Regions from separate parts of the Gossypium hirsutum genome. Here all the other regions are linked to region 1. Evidence: chromatin contacts called from public Hi-C data. All regions are on one chromosome and are shown on one strand. Each heading gives the region's core, a stretch centred on a gene start, on an enhancer-like site or on the middle of the called end of the contact. The rest is flanking DNA. Distances are from core to core; before and after follow the strand shown.

What was found. Hi-C and Micro-C count contacts between places; a contact is called where the count stands out from the background.
Region 2: a contact with region 1 is called in a Hi-C map of leaf, with 1.7 times the contacts expected there. The contact joins two enhancer-like sites. A contact is called at or near these places in 9 of 34 Hi-C or Micro-C datasets (callus, hypocotyl, leaf and 1 more).
Region 3: a contact with region 1 is called in a Hi-C map of leaf, with 3 times the contacts expected there. The contact joins the promoter of LOC107933913 here to the enhancer-like site in region 1. A contact is called at or near these places in 2 of 34 Hi-C or Micro-C datasets (both in leaf).

Annotation. Positions count from the first base shown.
Region 1 is chrA12:44,395,782-44,399,993 of Gossypium_hirsutum_v2.1, forward strand. It overlaps the pseudogene LOC107924374. Among protein-coding and RNA genes, the nearest start is that of LOC121211384, 32 kb to the right of the region's middle. Within about 2 kb of position 2,435, at least 8 of the 9 cell types and tissues checked have an H3K27ac peak or open chromatin away from gene starts, as enhancers often do. A contact at or near this core is called in leaf, where this site is marked.
Region 2 is chrA12:44,000,413-44,004,624 of Gossypium_hirsutum_v2.1, forward strand. No RefSeq gene overlaps it. Among protein-coding and RNA genes, the nearest start is that of LOC107933495, 3.9 kb to the right of the region's middle. Within about 2 kb of position 2,504, at least 4 of the 9 cell types and tissues checked have an H3K27ac peak or open chromatin away from gene starts, as enhancers often do.
Region 3 is chrA12:44,751,503-44,755,714 of Gossypium_hirsutum_v2.1, forward strand. It overlaps LOC107933913 (receptor-like protein 44), which reads left to right and starts at 1,704. Exons shown (of 2, transcript XM_041084094.1): 1 at 1,704-2,985; 2 at 3,252-3,652. The coding sequence starts at 2,092. The coding sequence ends at 2,895.

The sequences.
Region 1 (4,212 bases), core at 1,185-3,684:
TCGGGTCGTTACAAGCTTGATAAACATGAAAGTCTTATTATCTTTTGGTGATTGAAGTACTACTTTTTAGAGATAAATATCATATTTATTCAAGGAAATTCTTCAAGGACTTATGTAACACCCCTAACCCGATCCAGTCGCCGAACCCGAACTACAGAATGCTACCACAATCACCAGAACAATCACACACAAATTATATCATTCAATTAGATTTAAAAATAAAAACATTAAACCATTACAATCACATGCACATTAGTATTTATGAATATAACTAGAACTAAATCGAGCTTTTAGATACAATAGAATAGATTCGAGCATGATTAAGGACCAAAATATATTTTTTTCAAAACTTTAGAAATAGGTATCAATACTTATTGAATTCGTTTTGGCGTTTTGCCAATTTGGAATTTTGAAAACAATACATATTTATTGATACCTTTAAAAGTGTCATTCTTTGACAAATAAGTATCAATACTCTTTATACGTAGGATACCGCGTCAATACTTAACGATCCGTCAAGAGTTTTGGCGGAAAAATGAACTCAAATAGCTTAATTAGGTACACTTTTTTTACGAGGAGCTTAATTGATTTTTTTAAAATTATTTTCGGAGGACTAATTTGACATTTTAACATTTTCAATACCTGATTGAAAAAGAAATTTTAGCTAATACACAAGGGTAAATACATAAATTTTAATAAAATATTGTAATATTCACATTTTAAATAATTCACGTACAATTACATATCAATATATTAAAATAGAAAAATATTATTTATTTTGATTTTGATTTTTCATTGATGTTAAGATTCAAAATTTATGCTATCTTTCATTGATATTTTGAATTTAAATTTATGATTTCATATTGGTACATTATGAAAATTATTTTAATTATATTTTAAAAAGTAATTGAATTGTATTACTACATTATAATTTAATAATATTACATGTGTAGCCCCTGAAATTAAACCTAGTATATATAAAAACAAGAATTCAATTTTTTAAACTTTTCATGTTTTTAACATTCTATTTTCTTTTTTAATTAATAAAAAAAGCTATAAATATGATAAATTAATAAACTATTAAACAAAAATCTAAAAATAAATATAAAATTCAAATTCAATCCCAACTTCAGTCGGACAAAATGCGAACCTTTTCATACTACAATATTTTCGTAGTAAAATCTGCTTACAGATTAGTGCATGCTAAAGAGGTTGAGACTGAGGGACTACATAGCTAAGAGAGAGACAAGTTGTGTATCAGAACGCCGAATAACCCTTTGGAGATTAATTTTACCTAGCAAGGTTTGTTTTTTAGCTAAAGATTGCTTCATGATCTGCCACCAATAAGTGTGCAATTTGAGGGGGTGCAAGGTACTGAAGATGATATTCACCCTTTTATGGACATGCGTTGCTTTCAATCAGCCCAGTTTCAGCTTAGTTAGAGGGCACCAATTTGATTAGATGTTTGATTAGAAGTGGTTACTATGATGGAAGCCTAGCAATACTCTTCAAGGCCCACTGGCTATTTGATTTATATGTTTGATATGTCAAAATCGAGAGCAATGCTTTATTGGTTATTGGAATATGTAATATCATAATAATAATGGTAGAGGTTTATTCTATTCAAAAGTCTATGCGGCTAAATCTCATTTATAAATTCTGTTTATTGTAAATATAAATTCAAATTTGAGTATAATTTTTTTCGTATCCTATATGAAATTAGACAAAATTTCATTTAGTTGTATCATTATTGAATTAATTTATGTCATTTGATAAATAATGAAAAAAGAGTAGGATTATTTTGAGAAATGGGAAATTTAAAATGTTTGGGGATGAAAATGGAAAAATGTTTATAATACTTAAGCCGAATCAGATGCAATTTGAAAGATTTTGTGCGCTCATGGATCGAGGCTTAACGGAAGAACTTTATAAGTTTCGAAAAATTGAATATCCAATGAAAGAAATTAAATTTCAATTTATTTGTAGAAACATATCAATTGGTGGAACTACCGATAAAAGAAAAGGATGTCGAACTTAGTTTAGTTATTTAAGCTTTTTTTTTTTTGTGTGTCCAATTAGGTACTTGAACTTAGCTTCATAATTCAAATTGGTTTAAATAAGTCATTCATTGTAAATATTAATTTGAAAAAAAAATTAAATTTAAGTACCAATTTAAACTAAAAAATTAAATTCAAATATTTAATTGACCCAAAAAAATTTAGTTACCAATTTAAAACTTAGGAGGAGGTTTAAGTTGGTGGTAGTCAATGGCTAATCAGTTATCTAATTATGGAATCATTGAGCAGTCTAATGGCAATACTGCCACGAAAAGATGGTAAAAACTCTTAGAAAGGAAATAATATTGGACTTGAAAAAAAGAAGTGATTTAGTGGGCTAGATCCCAGCCAATTGAAAACCTAATCCAAATAAGCAGCCCACACAATAGAAACGTTGATGATCTCTCAACCACCAATCCAGCAACAAGAAATTCCTCCCTCCACAAATTTCATCAAATAAAATTGGGGTCAAAATAAATCGACCATTTTTTGTTTCTTGGAAAGTTTTCAGTTTCCCACCCTCTGTATCCCTACAATGACCACCTTACCTTCACAAAACCTGCAATCGGTGCGACCTCTATATTTTTCTTCAATTAATTCTCTTAAATTTGGATCTCAAATTCCTTCATTAAAATTCCCCATTTCTTCTCCTATAAAACTAAAACCAGCCAAGCTTTTCACATGCAATAATGGCACCAACAACTCTGGGGTCGTGGGAAAAGCCTCTACCTCTGAATTCAGTGCAGATATAGGTGACGTCCTTGGGGATGTTACCATTTTCACTGCTGCTGATCAGCCTGTCTTTCTCAAAGACCTTAGGGACCAAAACCAAGTAAATTTTACTCCTTTCTTATTGCTAAAAACTTGCTCCGATCTTTGCCTTTTATTAATTTATTCTCTTTACCCCCAACAGGGAATTGCAGTTGTTGCACATCTACGCCATTTCGGATGCCCTTGTTGGTCCTCACTTGACTGGGCGTTTATTTATTTATTTATTTATTGTATGTGTAAATTTATATGATTCATTGCTAAACAAGTTATGTTCTTTGATTCATTATTAGCTGGGAACTTGGTTTAGAATTGAAAGAAGCAAAAGCAAGATTTGAATCAGCTGGAGTTAAACTGATTGCAATCGGCGTTGGTACACCTAACAAAGCACGTTTGCTTGCAGAACGGGTACCATTGATACCAAATTTATTATTATTATTATAATTATTGTTGTTAACAAATTTCATAAGTTGGCTCACTGAAATTGATTCAGCTACCATTTCCAATGGATTGCCTTTACGCTGATCCAAACCGAGAGGTAATATCAGTGTGTTAATGGATCCATATTTTCCCTTTAATTGGTTTTTTTAACATTCTCCTTTTCAGGCATATGATATTTTGGGCCTATATTATGGCTTTGGTCGTACATTTTTCAACCCAGCAAGTGTACATCTCTTTTCCATTCTCTGCAGTATTTTGTTCTCGATTTTTCAGATTTCAGTAATTTTGGACACAAACATCTATTACATTGATGGAGTGTAAAAATAAAACAAACACATGCTTGTCAATCATACACTGTCTAGGTCGTGCAGACTAAAGTGTTTTCAAGATTTGAGTCCCTGCAAGAAGCTGTAAAAAAACTACACAATTGAGGCCACCCCTGACGAAACAAGTAGTGTACTGCAACAGGTAAGCCTAATTTCATTTTAGCTTGTATAACCCTAAATTCACTGTTATAATATAAGTTTTCCTCTTTGATACTATCAAGGAGGGATGTTTGTGTTCAAAGGTAACAACTGTTAATATGCTCATAAAGATGAAGGAACCGGCGATCATGCACCTTTAGATCAAGTGTTTGATATATGTTGCAAAGTTCCGGCATGATGATAAAGTTAAAATGTATAGAATTTGAGATTTAGTCCCTGTATTTTAAAAGTTTAAAATTTAATCCTCCTACTCTTTTAATTTAAAATTCTTAATTCAATCATTACCATCGTTGGTAGTTTTTGTCTACTTATTATAGACTGATATAATAAATATATTAGATTGATTTGAAAATGTATAGGCATGATATTACAATTATATTGATAAATTCAATTTATTTATTGTTAAAATATTAATTATACAAAAAAAATAGTTAAGAAAGTGTATAAAAACTAATTTAAAA
Region 2 (4,212 bases), core at 1,254-3,753, 400 kb before region 1:
AGAAGAATGTGAGTAATTTATCAAAGATGCAGAAAGTATGGCATGATTTCAAAGTCAGAGGTGACATCCATAGTACGAAGAATGACATTCTGGGAAGGTATTTGCTAGGGACAAGTTGAAATCATGCCATAAATGTAATTCTTCATACCATGGATGTAAAATAGCAAAGATTTCAACTTGTCATGATTTCAACTCGCCATAGATGTTTGTTAGGGGGTTTAGTTCAAAATGGTAAATATCTTCACATGAGATGCACGACACACATTGTGAAGTTGATTATTGTTGAAGGCTTAAAGGAAATGAATAAATATGTTGAACATGTTAAGGGGGCTGTTAGATATGTGAGGCAATCTCCAGCTAGATTACAAAAGTTTAAGGAGCGTGTTATGGCGGAAAAGATAAAGTGCAGGAAGATGTTGTGTCTTGATGTTTGTACTAGGTGGAACTCAGCCTACTTAATGTTAGACATTGCTCAGAATTTTGAGAGATTTGAAGAGCAAGATACAAACTTTAGGGCTAAATTTGAAAAAGGGATGGTTGGCCTAGAGTGGATGATTGGGATAGTGTTAGAAACTTGAGGGATTTCTTGGAACACTTTTATGAAGTCACTTTGTGTGTTTTCAACACTTCATATGTCACATCCAATAATTTTTTGATGAGCTTTCTCAAATTGATATCCTTTTACGAAATGCTTAGTCAAATATTGATGTTGAATTTAGTGTTATGGCCATGAAGATGAAAGCCAAGTATGATAAGTATTGGTGTGATATTGATAAGATGAATTTGCTTGTGTTTGTTTCTTGTGTTTTAGATCTTAGACAAAAATTGAAGTATTTTGAATTTGCACTTAGTGAAATGTCTAATGCTAAAAAAGCTTGTGAAATGATGCAAAAGTTGAAAGAAGCTTTGTATAAGCCTATACTTCATAGTGCTTATAGCCAATCGAGTATGGTAGCACAATGTTTCTCTCAGTGAACCACAAAAAAAAAACATCATAAAAAAAGTGGATTCGAAAATCATCATAAAAAAAGACATCAAGAAGATTGAGGAACAAATCCAAAAGCTTGACAATACTAAAAATGGTATGTTTATTTTTAATTTAATAGTTTCAATCACTTATAAATTAACTTATTTAATCATTTCAAATTTTAGACTTTTCTTGTAATGCGTCAGAACCTACCCTACAGTCATGAGCTTTCATGAGTTGAAGGGTATGCTTGCTATCTCATTTTTGTTAACTTGCAACCGATTCATTTGTTTATATTATTCGATTTTTTGAAATGCATATATATTAGTATATGCTCATTTTTTGCATATATTTTCTAGGTATAATGCAAATGAAGATCTTTTGAAGAGAAGAAATTGATGCAAATAGAGAATATTAAAGACTATTACATTTTAATTGTGTTAATTTCAAAACTCATGTAGTGTTTTTAATTATGTAGTGTTTCAAGATTTATAATTCGATTATTTCGGTTAATTTAGTCAAATGAACGTTATCAAAATTTTTTTTGATATGTTTTATATTTGTTTTAACAAAAAAAAATATAAATTTTAGTTAATTCAATTAATTGACTAAATTAACCGAAATATTTTGATTTGACTAATTTTTTTTAAAAATATTGATTTGATTAACGGTTAAATAATAAAATTTTTTAATTAATTCAATTTATACTAATTTGGTTGGATTATTAATTCAACTGACTGTTTGACCATCCGTATCTCCCACCCAACTAGAATGATAATCTTGTTTTCCCCATGGCAGCCTTCATTTATAATTATTTACCATCATCCATTGTTTAATCGTTTCTTACTTTTTCTTTCCAAAAAGTTTAAGCTTTTAATATACCATCTTCCTCCCTTACCGAAAATTTAAGTCTTCATCATCTCTTTTAGATATTTAAGAATATGAATCTACAAAAAAAAAAAATAGAGAAGTTCCATGTCGTTTTTCATGGGAAGAAACCTAACATATACTGCTCATGGAAAAGTGTGGTCCTAGTTATTGGTGTTAAGAGAAGCATGTACAAGTTATTCGAACATGAGAGTGATGCAATTTGAGGGTTGGAAACTCAAGTGACGAAGTTCCTTCATCCAATATAATCATCAACATTCCCATTCCCTTCATAATTTCTGATCCATTCAAAAAATTTGCACCCATACCATATATTTGTTAAATCATACTTCCATCAAAACTGTATTTCACTCATATCAATCAACGACAATCTGATAATAATAAAGTAGAAACAACTAATAAAAAAAATTTAGTCATCAAGTAAAATAAAAAGGTTCAATAATCAAGTACATAAAGTATCAAATTCGAAATTAGATCTATAACCTGATAACCCATAGCTTTTAATGAGGGTCTGAGATTAATTTCTTTCAAATTATGGTATTAATCAAAATCCCCCTTCCAAAAAAATACCTCTTTATACTTTGAACACGCATAAAATTTCTTACCTTTGCTCCAAGGTATTTGAAATACAAATCGGCTCACTCAATCCCCCCACCATAAGATTTTGAGCTTCCTATAGGCATCTCCAACTTGCAATGTCATCTGAAACAAGAACCCTAACCCTCGACTTCAGAGAATGTTTTTTCTTTTTGGACAGTAACTTTTGTAACTTATAAAAATATTGTAAATATGTTTTACTTTTTTCAAAATTATTTCTAATGGAATTTTGGTAATTTAAATAATATTTTGTAAAAATGAATAAAATATCACACATGGCAGTCCTTGATTGGTGGAATTTTTTTAAAATAATAGTTAACTTTTTGGGTAAAACAAATTTTGAAGTGTAGCTTCGGTTGAGAGAAAAAAAGTTTAGGTACTAAATTAGGAAAACTAGTATAATTTAAGTATAATATTTTGGGTTAAATCTTTATTTTATTATATATTCGTGTGATCAATTTTTTATAAGATCGATATTAATTATATAAATACAAAAGGTTTTCTTGCATTATATTATAGGAGATGATACCGTTTGAGAGAATGGTACCAAACACAAGTACTATAGTCAGCTCGCGAACTTTTTAATTTGAGACATTTAAGATTTTGAAATGTAGTTGAGAAGACATTTGTTGTTCTAAAAAAATATTTTCCATATTAACATCACCTTAGTATAGAATAAAAAAACAAAATTGAATCATACTAGTATCTTGCATATTTTATAACTTGAATCATAAGTAGAATTAACACGATCCATACTTCGAAAAATATATGGAAAAAAATCTTGATAATCTTAAAAGATGTATATTCTAATTCAAATGATGAACTCGATCAAAAACTAACAAATGTTGATAAAGAGCATATGTTAAATATTAAAGAGTGAATAATCAAACAAATATGTACTAAAACAATTAGATAAATTTTCATATGATTTGTATTTTTCTTGTTATTTTTATTAGTAAATGTGTTATCAACTCTTTTTTTAGGCTAATGATTTAATTTTAATTGTTTAAAAAAAATTATCACACTAATCATTTTTATAATAATTAATATATATTTTTTTTTAAAATAGAAATTCACACTAATCATTTTTAACATAATTATGTTAAGAGTTTCCATGAACCTTCACCTCTTCATCAAAAAATTTGTCAGATACTCCATAAAATTCTTTTTAATAAAAATTTGCTGATAAAATTAACATAAAGCTGGTAAAAAGAGTAAATAAGCATTACAAGATGGGATTAGCATTTTAAAAATAAATAAAGAAGCACCTCACATACTCTAAATGCTAACATTTTTTGTGTAGGAAAATATTTTAAAACCCTATAAAATGCTATCATTTTTATTAGTGCCCAAAATTTTCTATCTATCATAATTTCCATGTATTTTTTTAGGCCCGACCACGCCATCTCCATGTTAAACCTATTTTCCAGCTGCCCTGCAGGAAAACTTGAAGATTTCTTGAGAATCATGTTAAGAGCAGATATAAGACATCACCTATGTCGGACTCAATTTAACCAACATCATCTTAGTCTTGCTTCTTTCAAAACTTCTCCTGCATTTTATATATGGAGTCATGTTAAGGATTCGGGTCGATTTGTGCAATGTTTTCTGGGCATCTACTGGCAACAACACCCAAGCTCAATGGGAACACCTTTTCCCTCACTGTGCTACTGAAACAAACCTTCGGTATGCATAGTGTAGCAGCTAAGCCAGTCAAACCACAACGCAGCTTATATTCTATTTTCGGTTCAGTTTGACAT
Region 3 (4,212 bases), core at 454-2,953, 350 kb after region 1:
AGCTAGACTAAAAATTTGAGGCATGTTATTATTTGTAACAATAGAGAAAATTTGTTTTTAAATTCTAATGTCTTGTTAGTGTAATAATATAAGAAAAAAAATTATTTATTACTTATGTATTATAATAATTAGACATAAAATAAAGAATACTTCGTATAATCTTAAATTTGAAATTAAAAAGATAAGTAATAACTCTTGTAAAAATTAAAACTTCTTCAAAATAAACAAAAAAAATTTATTCTCTTTACTAAAAATAAATTATGAAAATGACTAAATATTATCAATTTGAATTAATTTATTACTTACTCATATATTAAAATATGAATAAAAAATAATATTCCTACTATAAGTAACATAATTCTTTCATCATATCATAGAAAAATAAAAAATAAAAAACACGTTAATTCGTTATTAATGCTGTTTCGAAATTAGGATTATAATATGATATCCTTATGAAGTACCCCTTCTAGATGCTAATCTAATTTTGTTGCTGCTCCATGTGTGTGGTAATAAAATTAATACGTGCTAATAAGCAAAGCATTGACCAAAAAGGGTTCATGACAGTGAGTCAATTTGACAAAGAAAAGCACAAAACTTTTTCCCATTTCTTTTTTTTCTTTTGGTACATACTTTTCCCCATTTCTAATATATGATAATATTGTCTATTGACCAAAAAGGGGATGGCGTTGTCATTGTGTTTTTCGCCATTGAAATGAAGCTTTTGTTTCCTCAACGAAATGGTAAACATATTGATGTGCAAAACTCATTTTCACTATCAAAAAAAAACTAGTCAACCACAAAAGCTAATTTTATTAGTGCTTTTGCGGTTTATTATAATTAACGGGTTGCAGATAAATTGATTACAATTTATGTTTCACAAAAAATATCTTCATTTAACTATTTTTTCAACCCACAATCTATAAATATTCTTCTTTCTTCAATTAAATATATATCATATACAAAATTTTGAAATTTAATTTCCTTACAATTTATAATAGAATTTTTTTTCAATTTATTATTCAAGAAATTATAAATTTTATATTTAAACATAATTTTAAATTAGGTGGAGCTTCAGCACAATTCAAGTCATTAATATGATTCGATTATAATAAGCTTGATAATTACAAATTAGTGGCGTAAGAAAAATGGTGAGCAATCTTTACCAAACAAATTTTTCTCCCCCTCTTCCTTCCTTTCCTTTCCCTGTTACAAGATCCCTACAACACAAAGCCTACTCATTTTAACTACTAATTTAAAATCTTCTCTTGTTTTATTTCATTGAGTTAAGTTGGATAGGATTCGTACAATTATTATTATAACAATTAAGAAAATATTATAAGTAGAAGTATATCTTATATATAAAAAAGAAAAATTGATCATAAAATGTATTTTATTCTTATGATTAATAATCAAACACTTGACCACATGATTAAAAAATAAGATAAACAACTACACCACTATAGTTAACAATTAAAAATACTAAACTTTGAATCCATATGAAAAAAAAACTTTAACTTCTTATTTACATGTTTTTATAGAAAATTTTAAATGGGTACCAGACTTGAATCCCTAAGTAATGGGTTATAATGGTGTTTTAAGTTGTATAAATTATTTTACATAAAATTTGACATTTGTTGTATGACTATTTTAATATTTAAGCACAATGGCTTTATAATCTGTGTTGTCGTTATCCTTAGGCCTCAGTTGCGCAGCTCTGTCAGCCCCACCCTCTCACTCTCTCTCTCCCTCTGGCTTTGGCCTCTATTTTTTTAAACACTCTTTCACTTTCACCAAGCCCTTCCTCAACCTCTCTCTCCTTTTGGATTTCTAACCTGCGCCTATAAATTATAAACACAACAACAGGGAATTTTATGCAAACACCACTGCTTCTTCTTCTTCTCTCTCTGTTCTTCCCTGTTTCTATCATTTTCTTTGCTTTTAACGTCTATATGATTGTACCATTACAATAGTGAACAACACAAGGATTAGGTGAAAATCCAACAAAAAAAAAAAAGAGGAGGAATCCTCCTTCAACACCAAGTTTATATTACTTTTCACCCAAGATTTGCTGTTTCTTTTGGTTTCTGTTTAATGGGTCTGCTAATTGTGTTGCTCCTAACGAGCGCCGCACTTCCATGGGCTTCATCAGATCCGAGCGACGAGGCGTGTTTGACTCACTTGAGCCAAACTTTGAAAGACCCATTGAAGAACCTGCAAAACTGGACCAAATCCACCTTCGCAAACCCTTGTAGCGGCTTCACTTCCTATCTGCCCGGTGCCACTTGTAACAATGGTCGAATCTACAAGCTTTCCCTCACCAACCTCTCCCTTCAAGGCTCCATCTCTCCTTTTCTTTCCAACTGTACCAATCTTCAATCGCTCGACTTATCTTCAAACTCCATCTCCGGTACCATCCCCCAAGATTTACAGTATTTAGTCAACCTGGCAGTGCTCAATCTCTCATCAAACCGTCTCGAAGGAGAGATCCCACCGCAGCTTACCTTGTGCGCTTATCTAAACGTCATTGATCTTCATGACAATTTACTTACCGGTCAGATTCCTCAAGAATTAGGCCTTCTAGCACGTTTGTCGGCATTTGATGTTTCTTACAACAAGCTTTCAGGGCCAATACCAGCTTCTTTAGGGAACAGGAGTGGGGCTTTGCCAAGGTTCAATGCTACTTCTTTTGAAGGAAATAAGGATCTTTATGGGTACCCTTTGGCACCTATGAAAACCAAAGGGTTGTCTGCTTTAGCCATTGTTGGAATCGGATTGGGAAGTGGACTTGCTAGCTTGGTACTAAGTTTTACTGGGGTTTGTATTTGGTTGAAGATTACAGAGGAAAAAATGGCTGCCGAAGAAGGCAAAGTTAGTCAATATATGCCTGATTATTGAAACCTTAATCTGGGTTTAACTTGTTATTCAACATCATTCAACTCAAATGCTTCCAAAAAAAAAAAAACTCGAAAAATTCCAGCCTTCCAGGTATGTCTTATTTAGGGAAGTTTTCTTTTTTTTTTCTTCCTATTTTTGTTTCCTTTTTGGAGAGCTTTCTGTGTTCCTTTTTTAGAATTTTTTTGGGTTTTTATTTCATTAGGATATTCTCTATAATTTTTACTTTCAACAATCATCCACCAATGTATAAAGCAATTCAAACATGATCCGTAATAGTGCAGTTATTTATTTAGTGTATACGCTTTCCAATTGTTGGTTTTTTTTTTTGTTGTTGCTTTAGTCTGCATAAATTGCAGAATCAGTGGGGATGATGAATGAAAGAACTGCGCCCTGGAATTTGGTCTGCTGGTGGCAATGGCTTAAACTAAATTATAGATAAAAGAAGAAGAAATGGTGGGGACTGTGATGTAAAAAATCCTTGCATTTATTAAAAAATGCACTTGAACTTAGCTGGGTTTCTTTTTCTCGTGTGAGGTGGTGGGAGACCAACATCTTCACATCATATGCCTATTTGTATTATCGTCTAATTTCTAAATGGAATGCTTTTAACTAACTCTGTACTTGAATTTTAGATTTGGGTAACTTCAATTAATAAAGTAGTGGCATTACTTTAATTAGACAACCCCATGTTTACTTCATCATTAACCTCTGTTTTAGTCTTTGTGATAAATGGAAATTTGGAATCTACTTTTCACCAGCATAAAGTTCATTTTACTTATTCTTGAATCAATTAAATGAGTGATCTGCATTATTATGGTGTGTGGGTTTTTGCTTAAGGGACTTGGATTTCCTTTTCCTTCAATCAATATTCTTTTGTCTTTGGGAAATTCATCAGTTGATTAATAAGTTAATTTTAGAGCAAAGGAAATCAATTAAAACATCTTATACTTTTGTCTTTCTCAATTTCGAAATTGAGTAAATTGGTTTCTCTTAATTTAATCACAATCAATTTCAAAAGTGAACAACTAAAGATAATTAATTATAATATTAATATTTTTTCATCAATTGTATTTGATTGGTATAATACTAAATTTAGCCTTTAAAGTTTACACATTCTGTCAATTTACTCTTAATTTAACAAATTTATCCCGCAATAATTATATAAATATGTAAATCTTGAAGTTGAATTTGTCGTCTTTTTTTTTTTTAAGAATTGAGGCCAAAATGACAAAATATGAAAACATTAAGAGTTAAATTTGTTATTATATTATACCAGTCAAAATAATATATAATTGATAGAAGATATTAACATTGTGA